Linked DNA regions of Mus musculus: regions 1, 2 and 3 are each linked to region 4. A link is a contact called in public HiChIP or PLAC-seq and promoter capture Hi-C data. All regions are on one chromosome and are shown on one strand. Each heading gives the region's core, a stretch centred on a gene start, on an enhancer-like site or on the middle of the called end of the contact. The rest is flanking DNA. Distances are from core to core; before and after follow the strand shown.

What was found. Promoter capture Hi-C pulls out the DNA fragments that hold promoters and counts their contacts. HiChIP or PLAC-seq counts read pairs in DNA pulled down with a chosen protein or histone mark.
Region 1: an H3K4me3 HiChIP or PLAC-seq map of embryonic stem cells shows a contact between it and region 4, with 10 read pairs. The contact joins the promoter of Bcl2l13 here to the promoter of Tmem121b in region 4. A contact is called at or near these places in 11 of 39 promoter capture datasets (the 3T3-L1 cell line, the C10 cell line, cranial neural crest and 6 more), 1 of 15 datasets of contacts at CTCF or cohesin (large pre-B cells), 1 of 484 Hi-C or Micro-C datasets (embryonic stem cells), 8 of 115 datasets of contacts at active chromatin or transcription factors (the 230-238 cell line, bone marrow-derived macrophages, effector CD8 T cells and 5 more) and 4 of 9 other capture datasets (adipose tissue, embryonic stem cells, liver and 1 more).
Region 2: a contact with region 4 is called in a promoter capture Hi-C map of pre-B cells. The contact joins the promoter of Slc25a18 here to the promoter of Tmem121b in region 4. A contact is called at or near these places in 12 of 39 promoter capture datasets (the C10 cell line, the SN4741 cell line, cranial neural crest and 8 more), 9 of 115 datasets of contacts at active chromatin or transcription factors (embryonic hindbrain, embryonic stem cells, fetal liver and 4 more) and 2 of 9 other capture datasets (liver and pancreatic islet).
Region 3: a contact with region 4 is called in an H3K27ac HiChIP or PLAC-seq map of trophoblast stem cells, with 2.9 times the contacts expected there. The contact joins the enhancer-like site here to the promoter of Tmem121b in region 4. A contact is called at or near these places in 1 of 15 datasets of contacts at CTCF or cohesin (large pre-B cells), 9 of 115 datasets of contacts at active chromatin or transcription factors (embryonic hindbrain, embryonic stem cells, large pre-B cells and 4 more) and 3 of 9 other capture datasets (adipose tissue, liver and pancreatic islet).

What each region holds. Positions count from the first base shown.
Region 1 is chr6:120,833,523-120,839,789 of GRCm38.p6, reverse strand. Bcl2l13 (BCL2-like 13 (apoptosis facilitator)) reads right to left here and starts at 3,560. Exons shown (of 7, transcript NM_153516.2): 1 at 3,433-3,560. It overlaps Gm38889 (a long non-coding RNA gene), which reads left to right and starts at 3,596. Exons shown (of 3, transcript XR_869411.3): 1 at 3,596-3,686.
Region 2 is chr6:120,772,168-120,778,575 of GRCm38.p6, reverse strand. Slc25a18 (solute carrier family 25 (mitochondrial carrier), member 18) reads right to left here and starts at 4,808. Exons shown (of 10, transcript NM_001081048.2): 1 at 4,792-4,808.
Region 3 is chr6:120,794,751-120,801,243 of GRCm38.p6, reverse strand. It overlaps Atp6v1e1 (ATPase, H+ transporting, lysosomal V1 subunit E1), which reads left to right. Exons shown (of 9, transcript NM_007510.3): 7 at 107-201; 8 at 3,280-3,367; 9 at 5,480-6,000. The coding sequence ends at 5,542. Among named protein-coding and RNA genes, the nearest start is that of Slc25a18, 24 kb to the right of the region's middle. Within about 2 kb of position 2,988, at least 87 of the 459 cell types and tissues checked have an H3K27ac peak or open chromatin away from gene starts, as enhancers often do. A contact at or near this core is called in memory CD8 T cells, pancreatic cancer cells and trophoblast stem cells, where this site is marked.
Region 4 is chr6:120,489,203-120,495,257 of GRCm38.p6, reverse strand. It overlaps Tmem121b (transmembrane protein 121B), which reads left to right and starts at 1,312. Exons shown (of 1, transcript NM_033567.2): 1 at 1,312-6,055. The coding sequence starts at 1,504. The coding sequence ends at 3,222.

The DNA.
Region 1 (6,267 bases), core at 2,311-4,810, 340 kb before region 4:
GGGTTTGGTTCCCAGCACCCACATGGTGGCTCACAACCATCCCTAACTCCTATCCTAGATGTTCCCCATCCTGACCTCTGCAGGCATCACGCATCCACAAGGTGCACATACACTCACATAAAACAAAATGAATACATCTAAGAAAATTTTTTTAATCTTGGTGAAAATTTCATTTTTTTAGAATGAGAAATGACTCAAAATGATGTCTGAAAACTGAGAAAAGACAATGGAGATACTAAGTGTTTACAATTTTATGTCTAAAATATTTCATAAGAAAAATTGCAAAAAAAAAATTGTTTGGACAGTGTAACAGGACGGCTCCAGCGTAAGTAAAGCCACTTGCTGCCAAGTCTGACCAAGTCCCAGGACTGGCACAGCAGAGGCCGAGAAGAAACCTCCACGTTGTCCTCTAACCCCGGATCAGCTTCAGATCTATAAAACCCTGTCATTAAAAAATGAGAAAAAGAAAAAAATCTGCCAGGTAGTATACACCTTTAATCCCAGCATTCTGGAGGCAGAGGCAACAGGATTTTTCTGAGTCTAAGGACAACCTGGTCTACTCTGGTCTATACAGCTAATTCAGGACAGCCAGAACTACATAAAGAAATCCTGTCTCACAAACAAACAAACAAAAAAGGTGTGTGTGTGGGGGGGGGTGTTTAAAGTGTATTAATGAGTACTTTTTCCTTGTTCTTTTTCTTTTTCTTCTTAAAGGTTCAAGACATGATTTACTTTTTAAAACTTTCTATTAATTACGTGTGGGTGGGTATGCGCACACAATGCAGTGCCCACAGAGGTATGAGAGCTCCTGGAGCTGGGGTTAGCGGTTAGCTGTCTCATATGGGTGCAGGGAATCACACTCAGACCCTCAGGAAGAGCAGTACATGCTCATAGCCATCTCTCCAGCCCCGCCCCCAAAGTTAAGACAAAGTCTCCCCTCTAGCCCAGATGATCTCCCTGCCATCTTACCCAGCCTCCCCTATGTTAGATCTACAGAGTGCGCAGCTTCACCATTTCCTTTTACAAATTGAAGGTGAAGACAATGAGATAATGGGAGAGGTTAACGGGGAAGCAGGGGTAAAAATGACAAAAATATACTATATAACTGTATACATTTGCCAAGTAAAAATATGTTAAGCCGGGCGTGGTGGCGCACGCCTTTAATCCCAGCACTTGGGAGGCAGAGGCAGGCGGATTTCTGAGTTCAGGGCCAGCCTGGTCTACAAAGTGAGTTCCAGGACAGCCAGGGCTACACAGAGAAACCCTGTCTCGAAAAACCAAAAAAAAAAAAAAAAAAAAAGTTAAAAGATGGGTAGATTTAACCTTTCATGTTATTTGGCTAAATTCAATTTCCAGGGTACACCCCTGAACATAGACACAGGTCATTTCAGATAGATGTGGTAGTTCCCCTCTGGAATCCTAGCATTAGGGAGGCTGACTGTAGGCTCAAGGCTAACCTAGACGGCTCAGTGGTTAAGAGCACCAACTGCTCTTGCAAAGGTCCTGAGTTCAAATCCCAGCAACCACATGGTGGCTCACAACCATCCATAATGAGATCTGATGCCCTCTTCTGGTGTGTCTGAAGTCACCTACAGTGTACTTAGATATAATAATAAATAAATCTTTAAAAAAAATGCTTCAGTGGGTGAAAGCAGCTTGAGTTTAATCCTAGAGCCCATGTAAAGATGGAAAGAAAAAACTGACTCCCAAAGTTGCCCTCTGGCCATGCATGGTGACACAGGCCCTCAAAGGAAGAGTCAGGTGGACAGCTATGAGTTTGAGACAATCCTGGTCCACATAGGAAACTCTAGGACAACCAGGACTACACAGAGACCCTGTGCCCCGCCTCCCCCCAAATGAAACAAAGTTGCCTAACGCCCTACACACATGTGTATCCAAACAAACAATTACACCCACAATAATAGTAAAATTTAACATTTTAAAGTGACAGTCATGGCTGGGTACTCCTGGATCTCCATTCAGGGGAGGAAGAAAAGGTAGGATCTACCAGGCAGTGGTGGCACATGCCTTTAATCCCAGCACTTGGGAGGCAAAGGCAGGCGGATTTCTGAGTTCGAGGCCAGCCTGGCCTACAAAGTGAGTTCCAGGACAGAGAAACCCTGTCTCCACAAAAAAACAAAAAACAACAACAACAACAACAACAAAACAGAAAAGGCAGGATTTGAGTTCAAGGCCAATTTAGGATACAGTTCAAAAACCAAAACAAAACAAATGTTATTTTAAGGACTAAAAAAAAAAAAAATAGTTTAGAATAGTGCCTGATCATCCAGAGCCAAGAGACTTTGTAGAAAAACTGTATAAATGTTTTCAATTCGCTGTTATAATCATCCAGGACACATTTATCCAACTGTGTATGTGAAATGTAAGTGATTCACTACCCACACACTTGCCTAACTCTTTATGTGTTAAAACAAAATGGAAGAAAGGTATTTCAAGGGTGTGGCAATACATCTAAGGTCACACAAGTTAGGGCAGAGAGCATCAACAGTCTGGTTTATACCAAGCCTCCAAGGGGAATATTGGAAATTTTGCAAAAACTTTTTTTTTAAATATCAGACAGAGGGGCCTGTCAGCATGGTTCAAAACTTTTAAACACAGAGTAAAACAGACCTCTTAGATAAACACTTGTGTGTGGGAATGGCGAACTGTTTAGCCGAACTATCAGTCAAAAGCATGTGAATTTCTGGGCAGATCGCTTCAATTTTTACCCCTAAGTAAAATCCTCAACTTAGCCTAGGCTACCTCCTTCACAGGACTATAATGTAAAGGCAAGAAATGCAGGATGCCGCGAAAATGTGAGGAGGGATTTTAAAAAGAGAAAAACAAAAAACCCCGAATCACTGTGAAAGGCATCGCCTTCGTGTGGTAAGAAGACCTAGTCTGTTTTGTTTTGTCTTGGGGGTGGGGGGGGGTGGCGTGGGACCGTGAATGGGTGTCAAAACGCAGCCAGCGCTGAGACTGAGAAACAAGCCTTCACACTGTGACAGGACACCACTAGCGAAGCTAATCTATAATCGGTCTAAGTGAATGGCACACGCTTCCCTCCTCCAAGCGAGAATTCACGCTTCCTAGTCTGCCCCCCAAAACAGACCCTGCTTCCCAAAGCCGAGATCTGGGTGAAGAACAGAATGTAGAGCAAGGGTGAGTTCCAGAGCCTCAGGCAGCCACACAGCCGGTTCAAAAGCCGCCCGGCGTGGGGGCGCACTGGACAGGTCGGATTCACCCCAAACAGCCCCTCAGAAGTTCCGAGACGCCGCGGCGGAGCAGCACGGTCCTCCTCCCTCAGGCCCGGTCTCTCCCGCGCCCTGGGCAGCACCGTGGTCAGCTCGGTGGTCTCCAAGACCCCTTCCTCAGCGGATGGAAACCGCTCCACCAGCCACCAGGGCCGCCCCAGAATCCCACTCCCCTCACCTGGCTCCAGCCCTGCCCCACAAGGGACGAAGGAGACGGCGGCGGCGGCAGCAGGGGCTTCCCACGGGGTGCAGGAGCGACAGTGGCTGCTTCGACCCGCGAACCTAATCTACCGCCGCCGCCATGTTGGACGGTGAGGTCACCCTGGCGCGCCTACGTCACGGCGGCGTAGGGGCGGGGCCCGGGCGTAATGCCAAGCCGGAAGCCAGCGGCTCGGTCAACTGGAAACGAAGCAGGGTCACTGACACCTGCTGGTCAGTTTGCGCAGGCGTGACCTGTGTACGAAGCTGTCCTGTGCCTCTCTTTCCAGGAGCCGCTTAAATCCTCGATTCTGGACTTCATAAGTATCTTCACCCAGTCATTTCCGGTGCTAGTTAGGGCGAAGGGTGATGAGGTAGACACCACCGCACGCCTGCTCACCCCTGTGTGGGACAAGAAGCTGGTGGCATAGCAGAAGCAGAGTTCTGCAGACTTTTGCGTTCCTGGAGTACTAAAGCCCTCAGGTTACTGGTCAAGACTGCACTTCCTAGGGCTGCCAGGAGATTGTCCTGAAAGTTAGGAAAGCAATTTAAAGGCAGGGTGGAATGACTAGGTTGAGACAACTCAGGATCCGGGCACCATGGTGATAAAAAGAGTCTTATAGTAGTAATCCATTTTTTACTCGCACTGCCTGGCAAGCTGCCTGGACTATAGTTTCTTATGTTTGTTTCTTGACTCTACAAAAGCATGTCCAACCTGTGGTCCAAGATAAACTGAATGCTTATCAACCAGAAAGAAAAAGAAATAGATTGGGGCTGGAGAGTTGGCTCAGTGGTTAAGAGCACTGACTGCTCTTCCAGAGGTCCTGAGTTCAAATCCCAGAAACCACATGGTAGGTTCACGACCATCTGTAATGAGAACTGATACCCTCTTCTGGTGTGTCTGAAGACAGTGACAATGTGGTTACATATAATAATGAATAAATCTTAAAAAAAAAGAAAAAGAAAAATAGATTTACTTAAACCATGAAGGCTGTGTATAACCCGATTATCTAGTTGTTCAGCAAGAGCTTTTTAGATCGTGTAAAAAGGTCAAGATATCTAGGCAAGATAAACACCCTGCATTAGCCAGCTTGAGTTTCAGCCTGTGTTACTGAAATGAAGTGACAAAGTAACACAAACAGCACAGAAGATTAGGAGTTAGAAGGCGGTTGAAGGCGGTTGCAATCAGTCAGATCAGAAATGATAAATGTGTCCAGTTGCTTGTACAGGCTGGTAATCCCAACACTCTGAAGGCTGAAGCAGGAGGATAAATTGGAGTCTGGCTACATAGTGAATCTTATCTTTAAAAAAAATAATAAAAGATTGATTACAAAACTGACTGGGGACCATTGATATGGCTCAGGTTGCAAAAGTGCTTACTGTAAGCCTAATGATCTGAGCTGGATCTCTGGAACACACATGGTAGAAGAAGAAAACCATCGCTAGCAAGTAGATTTCTCTGACCACACTGCCTAACCCCACCTCCCATACACACACATTTCAAAGCAAAACAATCAATACAAACTGAAAGGAAGTGATGACCAGTAGCTAAGTTTAGGAGGTAATAGAAATGTTTAAAATTCACAATGATAATGGTGGCACAATTACAAATATCTTGAATTTCACTTAATTATATGCTCTTGGTTTTTTGGGACAGTGTTCCATACTGACCTCAAACTTGCTCTTTATCCTAGAATGACCTGGAATCTCATCCTGCCTCTGCCTCCTGAGTGCTGAGGCCTCGGGTATAAGCTAGTATGCCTGTGTGTTGCTGGGGATATCATTCAGGGCACACCAATCTACAAACTATGATCCTAACCCTTTTGAACGCTTCCTTTTTTTATTTTATGTATATGAGCGTTTTGTTTACATGTACATCTGTGCACCATGTGGGTGCCTAGTTTCAAATAAGGTCAGAAGAAGGAGTTAGATCCCCTGGAACTGGAGTTACCCATGTTTATGAGCTGTCATGTGGGTGCTGAAAACCAAACCCAAGTCCTTAGAAAGAGCAGGACTTGGAAGTAGGCAGGGGCATCACAAGTTCAGACCATCTGCAACTACATACGAAGTTTTAAACCAGCCTAGACTACCTGAGACCTTGTCTTGCATAGAAGTGGGTTTGTCTGTTTGTCTGACTTGTTTCTAGTCCACCAGCTTGGTTACGGGTGACAAAATGACCACGCAGAACCACCTTCTGTGACTAACCTGACAGGAACTTAGGCCAGCAGTTTGTAATGAAGACAATAAGAATAGACTTCTTTCTTAAAATTCATCTGAAATTATGTTTTAAATAGTTCCTCTCCAAGACTGAAAATAATATCAAAAAATACTGGATTTAGGAAACTATGAACTGGTTAATATTTGCATGTTTAGTATGTCCTTAGTTTTTTTTTTTTTTTTTTTTTTTTTTTTGGTTTTTCAAGACAGGGTTTCTCTGTGTAGCCCTGGTTGTCCTGGAACTCACTTTGTAGACCAGGCTGGCCTCGAACTCAGAAATCCGCCTGCCTCTGCCTCCCAAGTGCTGGGATTAAAGGCGTGCACCACCATGCCCGGCTTATTTTTTTTTTAAGAATTATTTATTTTATGCATAGGAGTACACTGTAGCTGTCTTCAGACACACCAGAAGAGGGCATCAGATCCCATTACAGATAATTGTGAGCCACCATGTGGTTGCTAAAAATTGAATTCAGGACCTCTGGAAGAGTAGTCAGTGCTCTTAACTGCTGGGCCATCTCTCCAGCCCATGTCCTTAGATTTAAAACAAATCTAAACACTTTCTAGAGACAGTTTTAAACCAAACTGGCATGGAACTTTC
Region 2 (6,408 bases), core at 3,559-6,058, 280 kb before region 4:
ACCACTTTTGTGACAGTAAAAGACAGTGTGAAACTTCTGAAGAGCACACACCGTGTGCCACTCTGGAAGAAGTGGGCATAGGTCTTAGAGTTTCATGGCAATGCGATGGAATGTACTGACTGGGGTGGCAGAGGCAGGAAGAATGAGGGTGGAGAAAGTATGTAAATGAGGCAGCCAGCCAGGACTTCGGTCTGACCCTTGAGGGACTGGAGGATGAAGGCAGCACCCAGGAAAGAAAGCTGCCTGCAGAGAGCAGGGGGCTGCCTGGGGTTCACCTAATGGTCTAGCCCCTTGACAGTCCTTTGTATTTGAGAGGCTGAGATGGCTTAGTGGTTAAGAACCCAGGCTCAAAACTCATATGGTAGCTCACTTAGCCTGTTTCAGAGGATCTGACACCTTCTTCTGATAACAGGAATTCCTGTGTTTCCCAGACCTCTAGGCAGGTAAAATACATATAAAAGTCTTGTTGAAAGCTTGAGTCTGATGTACGTGTGGGGGGGTCAGAGCACAGCTTTTGAGACTGGTTGTCTCCTTCCACTGTGGGCTCCAGGGACTGAGCTCAGGCTTTAGGTTTCCTCAGCAAACATCTTTGCTCACTGACATCTTGCTGCTCCTGCTTTATCTTGTGATGTAACTCTATTTCTGCACTAACTTGTTCCTCTAGTAAAGTTTCAAAGGTACTGCTCCACGAAGGACCAGAAAACCAGTTTATCATCAACACGAGAGCTCAGTAGGCGAAGGTGCCAAGGCAGACAACTTCAGTCCAATCCTGATCCAAATGGTGGAGGGAGAGGGCACACCCACATGCACAGTGCACCCTCCCTACAGTAAGGCTCTTGCGCACTCGGCAAGTAAGTATAAACAAAAGCCTGGCATCACCTCAGTCAGTAGATTCCCCATCAGCCTTCATCCAGCCTTCAGGCCCAGGTCCGTCCGCCACGGCAGGAGCATGGACACCTAAGCCATGCACACATTGGCAATGTGCCTGAGATACACTCTGCTCACAAATCGCAGTAAATTACAAACTGTTTGGTAATCAGTGATATCTAAATCAATGTCACTTCCTCTCAGAACTAAGAGTGTGTGTGTGTGTGTGTGTGTGTGTGTGCACCTGTGTTTTAAAGACAGAGTCTATGTAGCCCTGGCTTTCCCAGGACTTGCTATGACCAAGCTGACCTTGAAGTCACAGGGATCCTCTTGCCACCTAAGTGCTGGAGTTGAAGGCAGGCACCATTATTCCCAGCTTCTGTTTTTAAGATGAGTTTTTGACTTTGTAGCACAGGCTCCTCTGGAACTGGAGGGAATCCTCATGCCTCAGGCTCCCATATTGGATACTGAGTGTCAGCATTCACTGTATTACTGACCTGTGTCCTTTCCCAAATGAGAAGCTATTTTGAGTTAGGATCACCTAAGGGTTATATCTACAGGCCCCAAAGAGACAACTAGCTATCAAAGACTGCTCAGTAACCCATACATTTGACATGCAGTTGATTTGAGTATAAGACAGCCTTCTCAAGTCGCTTTTTCATCACATTTTTTTTTTCTTCAAGACAGGGTTTCTCTGTGTAGCCCTGGCTGTCCTGGAACTCACTCTCTAGACTAGGCTGGCCTGAACTCAGAAATCCACCTGCCTCTGCCTCCCAAGTGCTGGGATTAAAGGCGTGCACCACCATGGCCTTCTTCACATTTTTAAGAAGCAGAGTCAGGGGTGGTTGAAAACCAGGGTTGATTCCTCCTAGCAGAGCACATGGTTCTGCCAGGACTAAGCACCTCCTACCAGAGTAGCCATTAACTTTGTCTTGACCCAGGAAGTACCCCATTTTGAGGGGTGCCCCTGGGATGACAGACTTCCTCTTAGCCCTGTTTGCAGTGGGTGCCATGGAAACCCTCTTCCCAGGCTCCCTTGCCATCTCTTACTACAAACTCTTTGCTTGACAAGGACAGACAAGACAACTCTTACCAGATTTCAGGAAGGGCCGTCTTTCTGCCTTCTCTGAAATAAAGGACAGAGGCTGGTTTCCAGTGACTTGTGGGCAGAAGCTGGTGTACAATGCTGTCTGCAGGAGCTGTTTTGTCCTTGGGTTTTATCAGAGTTTAGTCCCTCCCTCCTTGTTCCTGCTGCAGCTCTTTCACAGGGGCAGAGGAGCCGGCAGGCACTGTCCTCCTCCAGCCCTTGCCACACTGCTCTTTACAGAGTTCACACACCGTGCCAAAGCTTGCTTGGGTATTAGAAACCCACATGAGAAGTACTAGGACACATACAGTCACAGTGCAGGGTAATGGGGGGCTCCCTACCATTCAGCTGTCAGAAGAATGGACGGACAAGTGGTAAAGACTACAATGTATATCTTCTGTAGAACCTGAGCAGCCATTTCTGTGAAGATGCAACAGCCCTGTCAGCTAGCTGAACACACTGGGATAGATGGCAAGTGTGAGGAGAGGGTCAGCATGGGATCCAAGTGCTCTGGCCTGACAGGTGTGGCTGGGGGGTGTTACGTACAGGGAGGTTATGTGTATCTCACGAGTGCTTTGATCAATCATTTCTGCTTCTCGGTTGCACACACCTTTGGTTTTCTGAGATGAGGTCTCACTTTGCAGTCTGGCTGGCCTGGAAACCTACCATGTAGACCATGCTGGTCTCAAACTCAAAATCCCAGTGTCTCAGCCTCCAGAGTGCTGGGATAGCAGGCATGCACTCCACTATCAAGCTACACACCAGGCTCCATATACTTTTTGCAGGTAAATATTATTGTTGTTCTTGCAAAGAACTGGACTTCAGTTTCAAGAACTGAATTGGCAGTTTACAATTATGCGTTAACTTGTTGATGACTTCTGTGGGCTCTAAGCAAGAACATGGAGCATACAAAGTCAAACACCCGAACACATAAAAGAAAAACCAACAAATTAAAGAGAGAATTCAGTGAATATTAGTGGCATCCACCTGTAATTCCAGGACTTGAAACCTCAGCCTTCAAATGGTGGGACTACATAAATTGTCATAAGCCCGAAGCCAGCCCTCACTACAGAGTGGCACTGTCTCAAAACCAAAAACTAAACCAAAGGAGGGCTGGGATGTAGTTCAGTTGGTACCTGCCTAGGATCCATGAAGTCCAACCAATCCCCAGAGCACAGGGTGGCAATCAGGAAGTAGAGAAAGGAAAAGCAGGAAATCAAGAATGTATTTGGCTAGAAAGCAAATTTTGGACCTGCTTGGGCTTCATGAGTGTCTCAAATGAAAAACCCAAACCAAATCAAACAAGAAAAAAAAAAAAAAAAGCCGGGGTGACATCACCAGCTAGGAAGGACCCACAGGAGAGGAAGATCAGGGGAGCAGGCAGCTTCAGCTTTGGTTGGCTTTGGTTCGGTTACAGGCAGAGAGAAAGAAGGGTGATGGGTCTGGAAAAGTACAGCAAAGTTAAGAGATGCACCTGAACTCTCTTTAAGCAAATTTCCAGGCAGGATCAAAGGTCTACTTGCTTCCAGAGTGGCCCTGCAAGATCCCAAGTCAGCTAGGAAGGCAGTATTTCCAACCCCCCAGGCCCAATGACCAAGTCTTATGTTACCGGGATACCCTAATGACACAGGTACACAGTCAAGCTTTCCAACTTTCTGGCTGGCTTTCAATCTTGAGTGCATCATGAAAACCAATCTCTTTAAGGCAGGTTTTGTGTAGCCCAGGAAACCAGTAAGAGGCAGTCTGGCAGGAGCTTGTTAACTAAAATGTTGCAGCAGCTGAGGGACTATCATGTATTATTAGTAGGCTGTTAGATAGCAAAGGACTACAGTTTTGATATTAGGGCCACAGTTTGAAAACTTTGAGGTGCAGAGAAAATGGGAAACTGAACTGGACTGAGACCAATGAAAGGAAGACAGCAGGTGGCCTAAGTCAGGGTGGACAGTAAGGGAGTTCGTCAGCTTTGCTATTTCTTCCCAAGTATAGATGAGAGGACATCTGTTACCATTTAGTCAGCAACATAAGCTGCCTTCCATAGTTCTTCAGGAGACGTTAGTGGAGATAGATATATCCGCTAGGTATGAAGGTAAAATTCAGCTCAGATCAGAAAGGTGTAAAGCCCTAGATTTGATGCCAGGTCCTTCCACTATGGGGGTGCTCTTATGGTCTGTGATGCATCATCAAAGAGGGTGTCTCACATCAGGGGGCTGGGCACTTCATGGGCTGATCAGGCAGGAGGAGGAAGGCACAGAACCTACATTTAAACCAGGTTCTAGGTGATGTTTGTTCATAACGTAGGTTACTGTCTGACAGATACCAGGTCAGACTTAACCTGTGCACTGATGTCTGTCCAGGCCAAATGGTGTGAACACACCAAGAACCACCCTGCTGCAATGAGTAACAAACCAGACTTCACCCTCTTCACCTCTGGCTAAGCACCATCCCTTCCAGCACTTTGGTTGCTGTAGGCTGGTTTCCTTCAATGTGTCCCCCTTTACTAACTGAGGAAAGGACAGTAGTCTTTCCTCTGTATTCTGAAGGAGCAGGCAAAGTGCCAGGCAGATGCTGCTCATCAGTCTGCTGGGCCTCAAGTGGATGCAGCAAACTGCGGGAGTGGGGATTCTGTGCTGAGTATGCACAGACATTTTCTCTCGTCAGTGCTCAACAGTACAGCGTGACAGCTCTATACATGGGGTTTTTAAAAGAGACAACAATATACAGGGCCATGTGCATAGATGGTATGCAAATACCAAGTTACATGGGGACTTAAGCACTGGGACTTAGCACTGGGAATTCTGGAACCGATCCCTAAGGACAGCAAGGGCAACTGTACTTACGGACAAGGCGTTTAGGGGTCACTCCACATCTGTGTTTGGTATACTCCAGGCCCGGCTGTGCTGGATCTTGTCTTTGCCTTCCTTCCTATAAAGACTTAACTCTTCCCTAGAGTTAAAACTCGTGATACAATCTGAGGAGCTGGCTTCACTGCTTCAAAACCTCTGCTCAGCCAGACCAGGGTGAATGGTCCTATGTGGTCAGAAATGAGCCCACAGGATGAGCAAGTTGTGGTTTTCCACTCCTCAAATGGTCTCAAGGCACCTGCATTAAAATTCGTGTCATGGAGGCACGGGGGCAGGGACTCCAGGATACAATAGCTCAATCTGGGCATTTCCCAGCTGCCTTCTTGGCTGCTACAGCACTTCACTGTGCACTGAAAGCTTTTGCTAAAACTGCCTCAGGAAACTAGAGGAGTGAGCCTTGTAAGCACAAAGGAGACAGAAACAAATGCACAAACACTGTCCTTTCAAAAGCTCAAGGAACTGAATCCAGGGCAACAGATCAACAAGGCCAAGCTACCAGAGCGAAGTGGGGGGTGAGGACAGGGAAGTCTGCCCTGACAGGCAGCAGCATCGGTGCTCAGAGCTTTGCCACTCCTGGCCGAGCTGGAAGGATTTACAGCCACCCAGGAGAAAAGAGCCACAGCCAAAGACACCATGTACATAATAGCCACAGATCATAAGCCATTCCCCTTCCAGAAGACTCCAGCTAGGTATTTCTCCGTTATTAATATTTTCAGGGAGAGATCAGAACAATACTGCACAAACAAGTTTTAAAATCAAGCTCACTAGTAGTAGAAGATAGTATTTTTTGTTGTATACAGGATTTAGCATTGTTTCGTCAAAATGATTTGTGTAGAATAGACACTTTCTTTTGAGATAGGATCTTGTGTATCCTAAGCTGTAAGCTATGTATACAAGAGGACTTGATTTTGAGCTTCCTGCCTCTCTGACACACACCCAGCTTCATCTGGAGTTGGAAGTTGGAACTTGAGGCCTCACACACAGTATAGACACTCTTTTTTGTTTGTTTTTTGAGACATGGTTTCTCTGTATAGCCCTGGCTGTCCTGGAACTCACTCTGTAGACCAGGCTGGCCTCGAACTCAGAAATCCACCTGCCTCTGCTTCCCGAGTGCTGGGATCAAAGGTGTGCGCCACCACACCGGCCGCAGACACTCTTATCAATTGATCTACATCAAGTTCTAAGAATTAAGTTCTATTTTGTTTACAGTAGATCTATTTTTAATTGACATACAGGATTGTACATGTAAATGACTGCCTGTATCTTATATGCACAATGGAAGTCAGAACTGAGCACTGGATCTCTTGGAACTGGAATTGCAAGCAGTTGTGAGTTGCTCTGTGGGTACTGGGAGAAGCAAGTACTTTTAACACTGAGCCATTCCTCCAGGCCCACAGCTAAATTCTTAGTAATCTGGCTTTCCCTGTTGAGGAATTATGTAATATGGGGGTTTTGGGTGGAGAATAAGTTAGGCTCCCAAGTTTCTATTTTCTAAGGGACAGTAGGGTGCACAAGGAAGCAGCTGTCTGGATGCCTAAGGCATGATGCAACTGGGCTGGGTTTCTGAGAGGCTGGTGCATGGGGCTGGCAGCC
Region 3 (6,493 bases), core at 1,739-4,238, 300 kb before region 4:
CTTTTCCCCCTCTTCCTCAGGAAACACTGTGAGGACCTCAGCAGCAAAGCTCGATTTTACCTGAAACTCTTTTATTGTTTTCTGTTTGCTTCCCCCCCGCCCCCAGGCCGCAGTACAAAAAGCAATCCCTATGTATAAAATTGCTACCAAAAAGGATGTTGATGTCCAGATTGACCAGGAGGCCTACCTGCCTGAGGAAATGTAAGGATCTTTCTGTTAAATCTGCTGCTTGTTATGGGAATGGCCTTGGTGCTGAGTCTTTTAAAAACTCTTTTCTTTATTGTTATTATTCGGGGTGGGGGGAGTGAGTCCCAGTTGATTTGTCTTGCTGCAACACTATGACGGAAAAGCAAGTTGAGGAAAAGGTTTATTTGGCCAACACTTCGAGATCACAGTCCATCATTGGAAGACGTCAGGACAGGAATTTAAGCAGGGCTGGAAGCTGATACAGAGGTCACAGAGGGGGCTGCTTATTGACTTGCTCCTTAGGGCTTGCTCAACCTGCTTTCCTTTTTTTTTTTTTTTTTTTAAAGATTTATTTATTATTATATGCACATACACTGTAGCTGTCTTCAGACACTCCAGAAGAGGGTGTCAGATCTCATTATGGATGGTTATGAGCCACCATGTGGTTGCTGGGATTTGAACTCAGGACCTTCTGAAGATCAGGCAGTGCTCTTAACCATTGAGCCATCTCTCCAGCCCCCTCAGTTGGGCCCTCCCCCATTGATCACTAATTGAGAAAATGCCTTATCTATAGCTGGATATCATGGAGGCATGTCCTCAACTGAGTCTCCTTCCCTTCTGCTGGCTCTAGTTGTATCAACTTGACACAAAATCAGCCAGTACAGTGGGAAAGCCCATCCTGGATTTAGTCCTCAGCCCTAAGAACACTGTTTTCTTGGGTGAGGTCTTTGCTGCAGGAGAAAGGTGTGGCTGTATCCTCCAGGTACCTGCGTCTGTTTTCCTGTCATTCCTTCAAGCTGGTCTTGAGGTCAGGGCGGCAACACTTTGTGCATGGGAGTGTGGAACATAATCCTGTTCGCTGTTGGAAATTAGTGTTGGTGCCCAGAGCTTTCTGTCTGACATCACATTGCTACCATTGCCTAGCCTGGAGCAGGGTCTTGGGAAACCTTGAGCTAAATGGAAAGAGCTGAGGCTTGGGGCTGTGACATGGTTGAGAACGAACATTGGCCGTCAAAAATAGATTTGGGGTTTGAGGGTTTGTTTTATTTCTTGCTACACCAGGTAGAACCCAGGATGTCATGAAAGCGTGAGTCAGATGTGGGTTTGCTTTACTCGGCTGAGGGCTGTCTGAGTGGTGATGCAACACTTATTTTGTCTCTTTGAGCCTTGGCTTCAGTTTTGGTTTTTTTGTTTTTGTTATTCTGGTGGTAAGAGGATGAGACAGGATTTCATTCTGTAGACTAGGTTGGTTTTGTTCACAGCAGCCAGGAGGCTGGGATCACAGGCATGGCTCACCATGCCCAGCTGACTTGAGTAAATTGAAGCATTTGAAATGAGATCATGTCTAGGCGTGCTCAGTGGTGCCGATGTGCTGTGGAAACTGAGCAGACAGTGCAGAGACATCAGGTACAGGGCTGGCTGATCCTCCTGGGACCTTGTCATCAGACATGTATTGAATTTCAGAGAGCAGAATAGCAATGACGTGGGCTGGGGTGCAGCTCGGTAGTTGAGAGCGTGCATAGCAGGTGTGAGATCAAGTCCCATCATCAGCACCAAAGACAGACAAAGTGCCGATGCTTCCCATTGTGTAGTATCTTCAAGTCTAAGACAGCACTGTCATGGCCAGGTATACTAACATTTCCCAATTGACACACAGGAAAAGCTAGGCATGGGGCACCTTCCTGTAATCACAGTCCTTGGGATGCTGTAGCAGAAGATTGTCAGGAGTTCATGGCCAGCAACGTGGAGATGCACATCCTACCAGCGGTGTAGCTGCCAACCTGGGCAACATAACTACACCTTGTTTGAAAACAGAAAACAAAAATTGGCAATTTTCATGCTATGCAAGATAAATAGGTCAAGATCTGCTAGTTTCTGCCAGATGACAAGAGGCAGGCAGTTCTTATCTGAAGGATGCGTGGCTTTCAGAGCCTTTTGAGGTTTAATATTACAGTTAAGAGATTGCAGGCTTACTGTTTTGGGTTAAGTGGTATTTGTTTAATGTGGTTACTACTCCTTTTGGTTTCTCAGAGTGCATTTCCTCATCTACTACATCTCGTACACGAGACTCAGGTTGCTGTGAAGTTAGGAAGCTGTAGGCTCATCAGGAGTGCTGTGCTTGCTCAGGAGGCTGATCACCTCTCAGCCTCTTGGCTCCAATTGATGATAGAGTGTTTGAGGCCAGTTTGAACCATGCAGGGAGACCCTGTCTCAAAACACAGAAGGAAAGAGAAGAAAGCTGACACTCAGTGCCTGCTGAGGTCATTTTTGCTTATTCTCTCCCTTCCTGTCCTCACATTCCCCCACAAAACACCCAGGAGTCAGGATCTCAGCAGAGCAACATCTTTAGTGCTATGGAGACTGGAAAAAAAGAGGGAGGCACAGAAAGGGGGAGATTGGTACAGCTGTGGCCATCAGCCACCGAACATCCCAAGGAGGAAGTACCAATCCTTTCCCACCTGTGCATAATGGCACGTGCCTGTAATCTCCACAGAAGCAGGAGGATTTTAGATGGTAAGTCCTAGGCTAGCCTGGGCTACCTAGTGAAATGTTGTCTCAAGTAGTATCTGGGTCCTTGTCTGATAGTCCATTTATCTTGGTAATTGACAGAACTGGTCATTTGTAGGTGAATCTTGTTCCCCATGGTTCCTTGAAATACAGTTGACCTGTGTATGTCTCTTGAGTGCTGAGAGGCTTTGAGGAGTGAGGTGACACGTGAGGGTGGCTAGAGGCAGGCACTAGGCAGCCAGGCATGTTGAGTCACTGTCCTTCCTTTGTCAGCAGCATGCAGGTGCCGCCTCTCCATAGGCTGCCTGGTGACTCATAGCTAAGAGAATTGAAGCTGGTTTCTACCTTGCTGGGAAGGGCTGGCTAGAATTGAACAGCACGCTGCAGCCCCATGGCTGTGCTCAACAGTCACTGTACCCTGTGTGCGAGCACTGTGAGTTCTCTCTGACGCTGTGGGATTAGTGTTGCCCTGTCTGTACACTTTACATGCCGAGGCTGTCCTGTGCTGAGGGTAGGAGTCGGGTAAGTGTCGTGTCATGGACATACATCTCAAGCCCGTGACATTACTTCCTGTGTTCTCTGTAGAGCTGGTGGCGTTGAGATCTATAATGGGGATCGCAAGATAAAGGTTTCCAACACCCTGGAAAGCCGGCTGGACCTGATAGCCCAGCAGGTGAGTGCAGACTCTGGTTACGTGTCGGCTGGCACTTACTGCAGAGAACTCAACGCTGATCTTCATGTCTCCACATTTGTACACTGAACCCAAGGATACAAGCCTAAAGTGCTGGTCATCTTCCAGACATGGGTTAACAGTTTCTGTTGACTTTCTTAATCCCTTATTTAGGAGTATAGTTTCAACTGGGTGTGGTGGTGCATGCCTAGAGACAGGCAGATCTCTGTGAGTTCGAGGCCAGCCTGGTCTACAGAGTGAGTTTCAGGACAGCCAGGGCTACACAGAGAAACCCTGTCTAGAAAGAACAAAAACAAACATACAAATACAGAGTAGGTTAGCCAGATGTGGTAGCTGATTGGGAGACTGATGGAGGGTTACTGTGAGGCCGGTCTGAGCTGCAGGTTGGGACCCTGTCTCCCAGAGAGTGCAGTATGCTGAAATGAAAGTGCGTGTCTTGTAGCCAGAGCACTTGTGCATCATCTTCAGGAGGCCTAGAGCTAGTTAGCCCTCTGTGCTAGCCAGTCCTGCAGATGGGGAGTTAGCGGAGATGAGAGATAAATAGCTCAGTGAGTAAAGTTCTTGCCTCATAAGCTTGAGGAGCTGAGGTCTCCTGGGAGGCTTCATCCATCAGCAGCAGATGCAGAGACTCACAGGTAAACATCAGCAGGAGCTCAGGGAGTCTTGGGGGAGAGTGGGGTAGGGGTGAGCAAGCTGGAGGGGTCAAGAACACCACAAGACGACCCACAGAGTCAACTAACCTGAGACCATGAGGGCCAGAGTGTGGCCACCAACCAGGGAGCATGCAGGAGCTGGACAAATGTGCAGCTTGGTCTCCATGTGAGTCCCCTAACAAGTGGAGAGGGGACTGGCTGTCTTGGTCTCTGTTCCCTGCCATTGGACCCCTTTCCTCTACCTGGACTGCCTGGTTAGGTCTCAGTGGGAGAGGATGTGCCTAGTCCTCATGGGACTAGCTGTTCCAGGATGGGGTTCCTGTTCTCCAAAGAGAAGGGGAGAGGGCAATAGGAGGAGGGATCTGTAAGGGTAGGACGGGGGCGGGGGGCTGTGATTAGGATGTAAAGTTTATATAAATATATAGAAAAGGAAGGAAGGAAGGAGAGAGAGAAAGAAGCCACATAAAGTCAGGCATGGTGACATGTTTCTAGTTCCAGCCATGGGGAAGCAGATGCAGGAGGATTCTTTGGGCTCGTTGGCCATCTACCCTAGCTGAGTCATGCAAGCCCCAGACCAGTAAAAAGTGGATTGCTCCAAAGGAATGACATTTGTGGTTGTCCTCTGGCCTCTCTCGCACACATTCAGTTCTTTACCAGTACCTAAAGCTGTATTTGATGGAGCACAGTAAAGAAACTGCTGACATGACCCTTCCATGATAATGGTTAAGGCTTTTGTTGTAGAAACGAGAACAGCCAGAGGCATCTGGAAGAGTCCAGAACAGAAGGAGAAAGACGTAGACTGGACATGGTGAGGGCTAGCACAGTGGGTGAGAAGTTCCCATGGAGCTATCAAGGGAGACTGTACAGTGTGGGAGGACAGAAGAGATCTGTGAGAAAAGTGGGGCAGAAGGGAACAGATGGCTGTCTGGGAGCTGAGAAAGGCTAGGATGGCAGTGTGGGTTTGAAATGTGTAACAGCTACTTGGGATACTGAGGGAGCCTGGAGGCCTGCAGGGGCTTTGACACACAACCTATATCCCTTCTGCCAGAGTGGGAACTACTTTCACAAGATCCTGAGCAATGCTGGCTTTTATCAAACTTCCAGACCATTGGAGTGCCTGAGACCCCACAAAAGCCAATGTGGTTACTCTTAGGGGTCACACTCATCCTTGTAACTCTCTGTCAAGACATCAACAGACTCCATCTAAGTGCCCTTTGCAGCCAGTCCTGGAAGGGGTTCACACACTCAGTGTCACAGACTGAGTACAGTAATGACTTCAGGTCTTTCCCCTTTTGTGAGCATAGTCTGACTGCTTAACTGTCTGGCACAGTGCAGCAGATAGGACAGGTCTGATGTGCTTAGCAATGTCCTTTCCCCACATGGTGTTAATATTGTCTGCAACTTCCCTGACTGAGGTCCTGATTTACTGACTTCTTTACAGATGATGCCAGAAGTCCGTGGAGCCTTGTTTGGTGCAAATGCCAATAGGAAGTTTCTGGACTGAGCTTCAGGAGGAGCAGTTCCCCCACGGCTGTTCTCCTGGAGAAGCAGATTATCTGTGTGGCTTCCTCTTTCTGTTCTAATACTGGTAATCAGTGGACACCCTCTACAGCTAATGCCCTCGGCTCAGTGTCAACAGCAGGGCCACTTGGTGTGGGCAAGAACCCAGCCCCAGCTCATCTGAGGCCACAGCTGTTCACTGGGTTTGCAGCAGGACGGGAGGGTCAGATGTGCTGCACGGCCTCACCCAGGACCCATTCTTTCCCTGTCCTGCTCTAGTCTAGAGTGAGTTGTGCATGCTGTCCCTGCTCTTTGGGCATAAAGTGCATGTGGGACTCACATTCCTCCAGGAACACTACCTTCGCTGTTACTGTTTAGGTCTAGTCTTCCTTCTCTGTAAATGTGATTTAAAATCTAAGCCACAAATATTCTTTATTTATTAAAACAGAGGGCTTATGTGGATTTAGTTGTTGTTCCTTATGTAAGGCACCGAGTTTGTGATTTGAGAGTAAGTTCCACTGGGCACGGTAGCCCACACCTGTAGCCCTAGCTGTGGTGGGAGGATTGTTTGGGGGCAGCCTGGGCAACAGGAAGATCCAGAGAGGAGCTATCCCAAATCCCTGCCGTACATTAACCTGCCTGTCCTGGAGGCTGGACAGCTTTGTGTGTGTGTGTGTGTGTGTGTGTGTGTGTGTGTGTGTGTGTGTGTGTGTGTTAGCAGTGGGTGCCAGAGCCTCATAGGGAAGCAGATGCTGCACCGCTGAGCCATGCCCCGCAACCTGTGGCCTGTGCATCTTTGGGGTTTTACCTATCTTGTCTTAGAGAGAATAAGGCCGTTTTCAGATGGATTATCTGCATGTACATCGGCGTACTCCCCCAGACCCAAGTTTTACGTTAGGTGGGACTAATGGAGGTTCTTTTCAGTTTTGTAGTTTGGCAGGGTTGCATACAGTGT
Region 4 (6,055 bases), core at 63-2,562:
GCCCTTCAGGACTCCTACCAGTGGGGTTGGAAGGGGGAGGGCAGCCCCTAGGCAGACTCAGCCCATGGACCGGAATGGGCAAGGCTGGCCTTGAACCTTCAAAGCTCCTGTTTCAGGTTCCTGAGTACCTGGGGTTACAGAGGAGCTGGCTTGTGACACCAGGCTCTGCTGGAGTTTATTCTTTTGCATGCTTCCATACCTCTAAAGATCCCCCCACCCCCTTTCTTGGTCAGACATATTTTCCTGTTATTTCATCTCCTGCTTTAGCTTTTTTTTTTTTTTTTTGATGACAGGGTCTCACATAACCCAAAGCTGGCCTCAAACTTGCTATGTAGTCAATGGTGACTTTGGATTTCTGAGCCTTCTGCTCGACCTCCTCAGACCTGGAATCAGATGTGGGGTGATGGGGAGGAACCCCTCCGCGCTGCATGCAAGCTAGGTACAAACCTTTCAGAATACCAAAGATGAGCCTGGCTAAGCAAGCAACTGCCCCACCCCAGGTCTCCAGAGTGGCTTCCTGCCCTGGCCCTGGCCTCCCCTACCCCAGGACTAGACAGTGGTATTTGCACCCCACCCTCTTCCTAAGCCCTCTTCTCAGCAATTATATTCAGGGAGCCTTTTCATTAACTGGAAACTGAAGATCTCCGAGGGGAGGACAGCTTTGGATGTGTGAAAATGCAGTACTTGGTTGGGAGTGCTCCTTCTGAATAATAGAATTGGGGGTGGTGTTTGTTTGGTTTGGTTTCTGGTGGTGGGTTGGAACCCAGGACTGGATGCATACAAGGCGGGTCATTCTACCAATTGAGATACACCATCCCCGAGCTCTTTCTGGTTCTTTTTTTATTTAACTTTTTAATCACTTCCATTGAGTTCTCAGGGCCTTTACGGAAGGAGATGGCAGAATGGTCGTTGGCGCACAGAGGAGAAGTTGGCTTGCGCTTCCTCCTGATAGGCAAGAAAGGACAGTGGTGCTTGGAAGCACGAAGTTGTGGTCTACACTGAGACCAAGGCCACCCAGCAGTTCAGGTTCAGCCCTTAGGGCTGTGGAGCTAGAGACTTCATGTTCCTATCCCGCCTGGCCTGATACGCTTTCAACTCTACTCCGGCACCTCAGTTCTCCCTCCTTTCCTTCCTGCTGATCCAGCCAGCCAGGCTTTCTCCTCCTCTATTCTCGCCTCCTCTCTCCCTCGAATCCAGTCCTGGTTTCCCCGCTGCCAGCTCCTTCTGCTGCCTGCTGGGCTCGCTCCCCTCCTCCGCCCCCGCCTCTCCGGTCCCGGCGGTCTGCTCGGCTCCCCCGCGCTCCCCCAGCTCAGCCACCCGCGGCTTCACTCGCCCAGTCCGGCCGCTCCAGTCCGGATCTCTCTGCCTCCCGACCCGGGTGCGAGTTCCAGCAGCTGGCGAGGAGGCGGCAGCGGCTGGCCCGGGTTCCCCTCTGCCGCCTCGTCAGCCCGAGGTTGACGGGGAGAGAGCGGCCGGGCAGCCCCTGGAGCCCCTCCGAGGACAATGCACCCGGCGCTGGGCCACCCTCGCGCGCTCTCGTCCGCGCCCGCCTCCTTTCCGCCGCCCCCCGCCGCAGCCCGGCTACAGCCCCTCTTCCTCCGGGGGGGCTCCTCCCGCGGCCGGAGAGGCTCGGGCGACAGCAGCACCAGCACCAGCACCAGCCGCGGGGGGTGCGGCGGCAGACGCGGCGGAGGCGGCGGCTCCCCGAGCAGCAGCACAGGCGCGGAGCGAGAGGACGACGACGAGAGCATTAGCATCAGCAAGCCACTGGTGCCCGCCGCCGCCGCGCTCCCCGGGCCCCCAGCTCAGGGGGGCGTCCCAGTCTCCGCCACCGCGCCCGCCGCCGCCTCCTCCACTTCCACGCCCACCTCTTCCTGCAGCATGACCGCCGCGGACTTCGGCGCGGGCGCCGCGGCCGGCACCGTCGGGGGCCCCGGGAGCCGCTCGGCGGTGGGCGCAGGCGGCACCGGGACCGGCGGCGCCGCCTCCTGCTGCTCGTGCTGCTGTTGCTGCTGCGGCCGCCCCACTCGCTCCGGCCGTAGGGGTCGGCGCCGGGGCTGCTCGCCAAGCCCCGGCTGCCGCTGGGGCTACCAGGCGCTGTCTGTGGTGCTGCTGCTGGCGCAGGGCGGTCTGCTGGACCTGTACCTCATTGCAGTCACTGACCTGTACTGGTGCTCTTGGATCGCCACCGACCTCGTGGTGGTGGTGGGCTGGGCCATCTTCTTCGCCAAGAACAGCCGGGGCCGTCGGGGCGGCCCAGCGAACAGCATGCACAACCACCACCAGCTCCACCACCACTCGGCTCCGCCTCTGCACCTATCCGCAGCGGCGTCGGCGGGGGCCGGGGCCAAGGCTCGCGGGGGCCGAGGAGGTTCTGGAGGCTCCGGAGCCGGGCCGGGGACGACTGGGGCAGCGGGCGAGTTCGCTTTTGCGTACCTGGCCTGGCTCATCTACTCCATCGCTTTCACCCCTAAGGTGGTGCTCATCCTGGGCACATCCATCCTGGACCTCATCGAGCTGCGCGCGCCCTTTGGCACCACGGGCTTTCGCCTTACCATGGCGCTGTCCGTGCCGCTGCTCTACAGCCTAGTGCGTGCCATTAGCGAGGCGGGCGCGCCCCCGGGCTCGGCGGGTCCCCTGCTCCTGCAGCCACAGCAGCATCGCGCCGCGGGCTGCTTCCTGGGCACGTGTCTGGACCTGCTGGACAGCTTTACACTGGTGGAGCTGATGCTGGACGGCCGCGTGCCGCTTCCGGCGCACCTGCGCTACCTGCTCATCGCCGTCTACTTCCTCACTCTTGCCTCCCCAGTGCTCTGGCTGTACGAGCTGAACACTGCCACAGCAGCTCCGTCCTGGGGTCAGACCTCCGGGCCCGGAAGCTGCAGCCGCCTTTTACGTTTGCTGGGCGGCTGCCTGGTGGACGTGCCCTTGCTGGCGCTGCGCAGCCTCCTGGTCGTGAGCTACCAACAGCCGCTGTCCATCTTTATGCTCAAGAATCTCTTTTTCCTTGGCTGCCGTGGCCTGGAGGCCTTGGAGGGCTGCTGGGACCGGGGGAGTTGGGTATCCCCAAGTCGGGCCAGAAGCAGCTATGGTGCTCCTCCCTCTGCCCCTCCCCCACCTCCACCACCACCACCTCAGGGAGGCTCCCAGCGGGGCCACTTGGAAAATGAAGGGGGCCCTCATGGCTATGTCAACACTCTAGCTGTTGCCTCTCAGAATTGAAGCAGTGAAGGGCAGGGGCCCTGTTCTTGGCTTTAGGGTTTCCGCCCCCCCTTGGCTGTGTTTGGAGGTAAGTGTTGATAAGGCAGAAGGCCAGTGGATTCTTCTGCACCCCGTGGGTAGAGACTGCTTGGAGGGAGACCAGCAATATACCGTGAGGAAGAAGGGCCCATGTTCACCGCGGTCTTCTTCCCTGTCCTGACATACAAGGGATTGGATACACGTGCCACCGGCTTTTCTCGCCTTCATCCTGATTCCTATTCCTGTAGGGGAGAATGGAGGAAAGGGGTTCAGGCAGGGATAGTGAGCATTGGGGTGTGTGTGTGTGTGTAGTGTATTTTCTGGGTGTCAGTCCCATGCCCCTTGCAGTGGGAAGGAGATCTAGAGAGGCCTTGCTTCACAACACACCTACCACCATGCTTTCCTACCTGGACTGATGACCACCGTCCCCTCGATGGAGTTGTTGCTCGGTTGCTGTACTCCAAGGGAGAAGCTCGCCCAGGGTCTTCCTCCCTCCTGCCCCTCTCTGCTCAGCCTGGGGAGGAGCAGGTCTCTATGGAAGGACCAAACACCCACCCTTTCTTGGGTGAGCACGCACTCTACCTCTGTGCTTCGATTTCCAGTGCATCACACACTGATGCTGCTTGAAAAAAAAAATCAAACACTCAGAAGTTGCATTCAACAGGGCCACTGGATCCCCTTGGGATTCGGTGCCAGATATTACAGGGTCTGTGGAGTACCAGCCATTGGCTTGCTCTCCCTTTGTTCCTCCCTCTGCACCAGAATAATTATCCTTCCTGTGTTGGTGCCAGCCGGGTTGGAATTGGGTTCAGAGCAACTGCTTTAGCGTGTTCAAATGTATGTGAGGTCAGGCCTCTTAGGGACCCGGGCAGTAGCACCGGTGCCTTTAGAAAACTTGGCACAGAGCAGAGAGGGTGTGTGACCTTTCACCTCTCCTCTGCTTCAGATCTCTTCAGGGAGAAGGCACACTGCAGAGCCCTCCTGCCTAGCCTTCCCCAGCAGGGTTCCCTGGAGAGGCTGTCCTTAGGATTGTCCTTCAAGGGAAGTCAGGGTTGGCTCCTGCAGGCTTCATGAGGGATGTCATCCTTGGGGTCTTTAAGGCAGGATATGTATTCTGAGGGCAATCAAGGTTCAGAAGGCACAAGGAGCCAGGCTGGGGTATACTCACCCCAACAAGGAGCCAGGCTGGGGTATACTCACCCCAACAAGGAGCCAGGCTGGGGTATACTCACCCCAACAAGGAGCCAGGCTGGGGTATACTCTCCCCGACAATGGGGTTGGGGGCGGGAGGGTTCCTCTCCTTCTATTTTGGGAGTTTTATGTGGCGTAATGAACCTAGACAAGAGACCAGAAAAAAATGATCTGTAGTTCTGTCTGTTACCTGCTAGGTTTGAACACCGTACCATTTTACTGTTTAGGCCTCTGGGGTAGTGTTCTTTGAGTTGGGGCTTGAAGAGTCTGGTCATAACGCTGCCGTAAAGGTAGTCAGAGAGGAACTGTCCAGGTGGACTTGAGGAGGGCTCTGCTTCTGTACCATGTCTGGCCTTAGGCTGGGAGAACTGAGGGAGGTTTGCCAGCTAGGGTGGGGGACAGGCATCGCAGGGTCCTCTAAAGCCAAGCACAGGGGAAGGCCCAGAGTGCCAAGTCACTGACTAGTAACTTAGCAGCCAGGCCCATGTCCCTCATTCCCTTTGCCTCTGTTAGGACCTTCTGAGAACCAAGGGCTGTATGGGGCCCCTCTTATTCAGCTGCCCAGGGCTATGGGCTGAGGGTATCTATGTGGACAGAAGTGTGGACGGCTGAGCTGGAACACTCGTGGGCCTGCCCAGCTAATGTGGGCCGTGTGGAGGGTGTTTACAGTCTGCGCTCTATACTCCTGCTCTCTCGACTTCGGCCGACTAGCTGCTTTTCACAGTAAGCCTGCCTTTTCTCCTCAACCTGGCTGACTGTCCTTCTGACTGGACTCATGGTCCTGGGCCTAAGGCCCGGGCGGGGGCTGCAGCTGCTCCCAGTGCTCTGACTGTGTCCCCCAGCTTCGCTGTGTTTCTTGCTACCTAATTTCAATGACTGTGAAAAGAAATGATCTCTGAGCCATGGCCGGCTCTGGCTGGCCCCCAACCCACCCTCTTTCTACTGTTTGGATAGCTGTCCCTCTGCTGTGGAAATGCTGTCTGCTGCTGAGAGACTGCCACTGGATTTAGGACAGGAAGGCTGACATTTCCTTGGTACATCAAGAGACATGGTCACATGGCCACGTGTGAGTGAGGCCAGGGTTGCTGAGGGCCTAGTGAGGGCCCAGCACAGGTCCTGTACATCATCTACAAGTCTTCTGTGAGTGTCTGACTCAGGGCTGGTTCCTTCCTCTGGGCTATTTATTTTGGCTCTTTTCAGTCATTCCCCTGTTCCATTCACACATGACCTACTAGGAAGGCCTCTTTGTTTCATCTCTTGCTTTCTAGGGTATCTGTAGACAGGGATCAGACTTGAGATGTCCCCAAAGTGTCATGACCAGAATAGTACACTGTCCTGAGTCCCGAAGAATGGACTATGGAAGGAAGGCTAGGCTCAGAATTTAGCCTCGTGGGCTCCTAGCCTCTGAGCATAGAGGCTGAGGGCCTGGTACCTGAGTTTTAAAAACAAGTTAATTACTTTGTAGTACTGAGGTTTAAACCTAGGGCCTCAGGCACGCTTGACGAATGCTTGTCAGCCTGCCGCTCAACATCCCCAACACCAAGTCTTATTCAGTCTGTGCTCTCTCTAAAGACTTGCATCCCATCTTTTAAACATTTCTTTTAGTGGGTGTCTCACTGTGTTC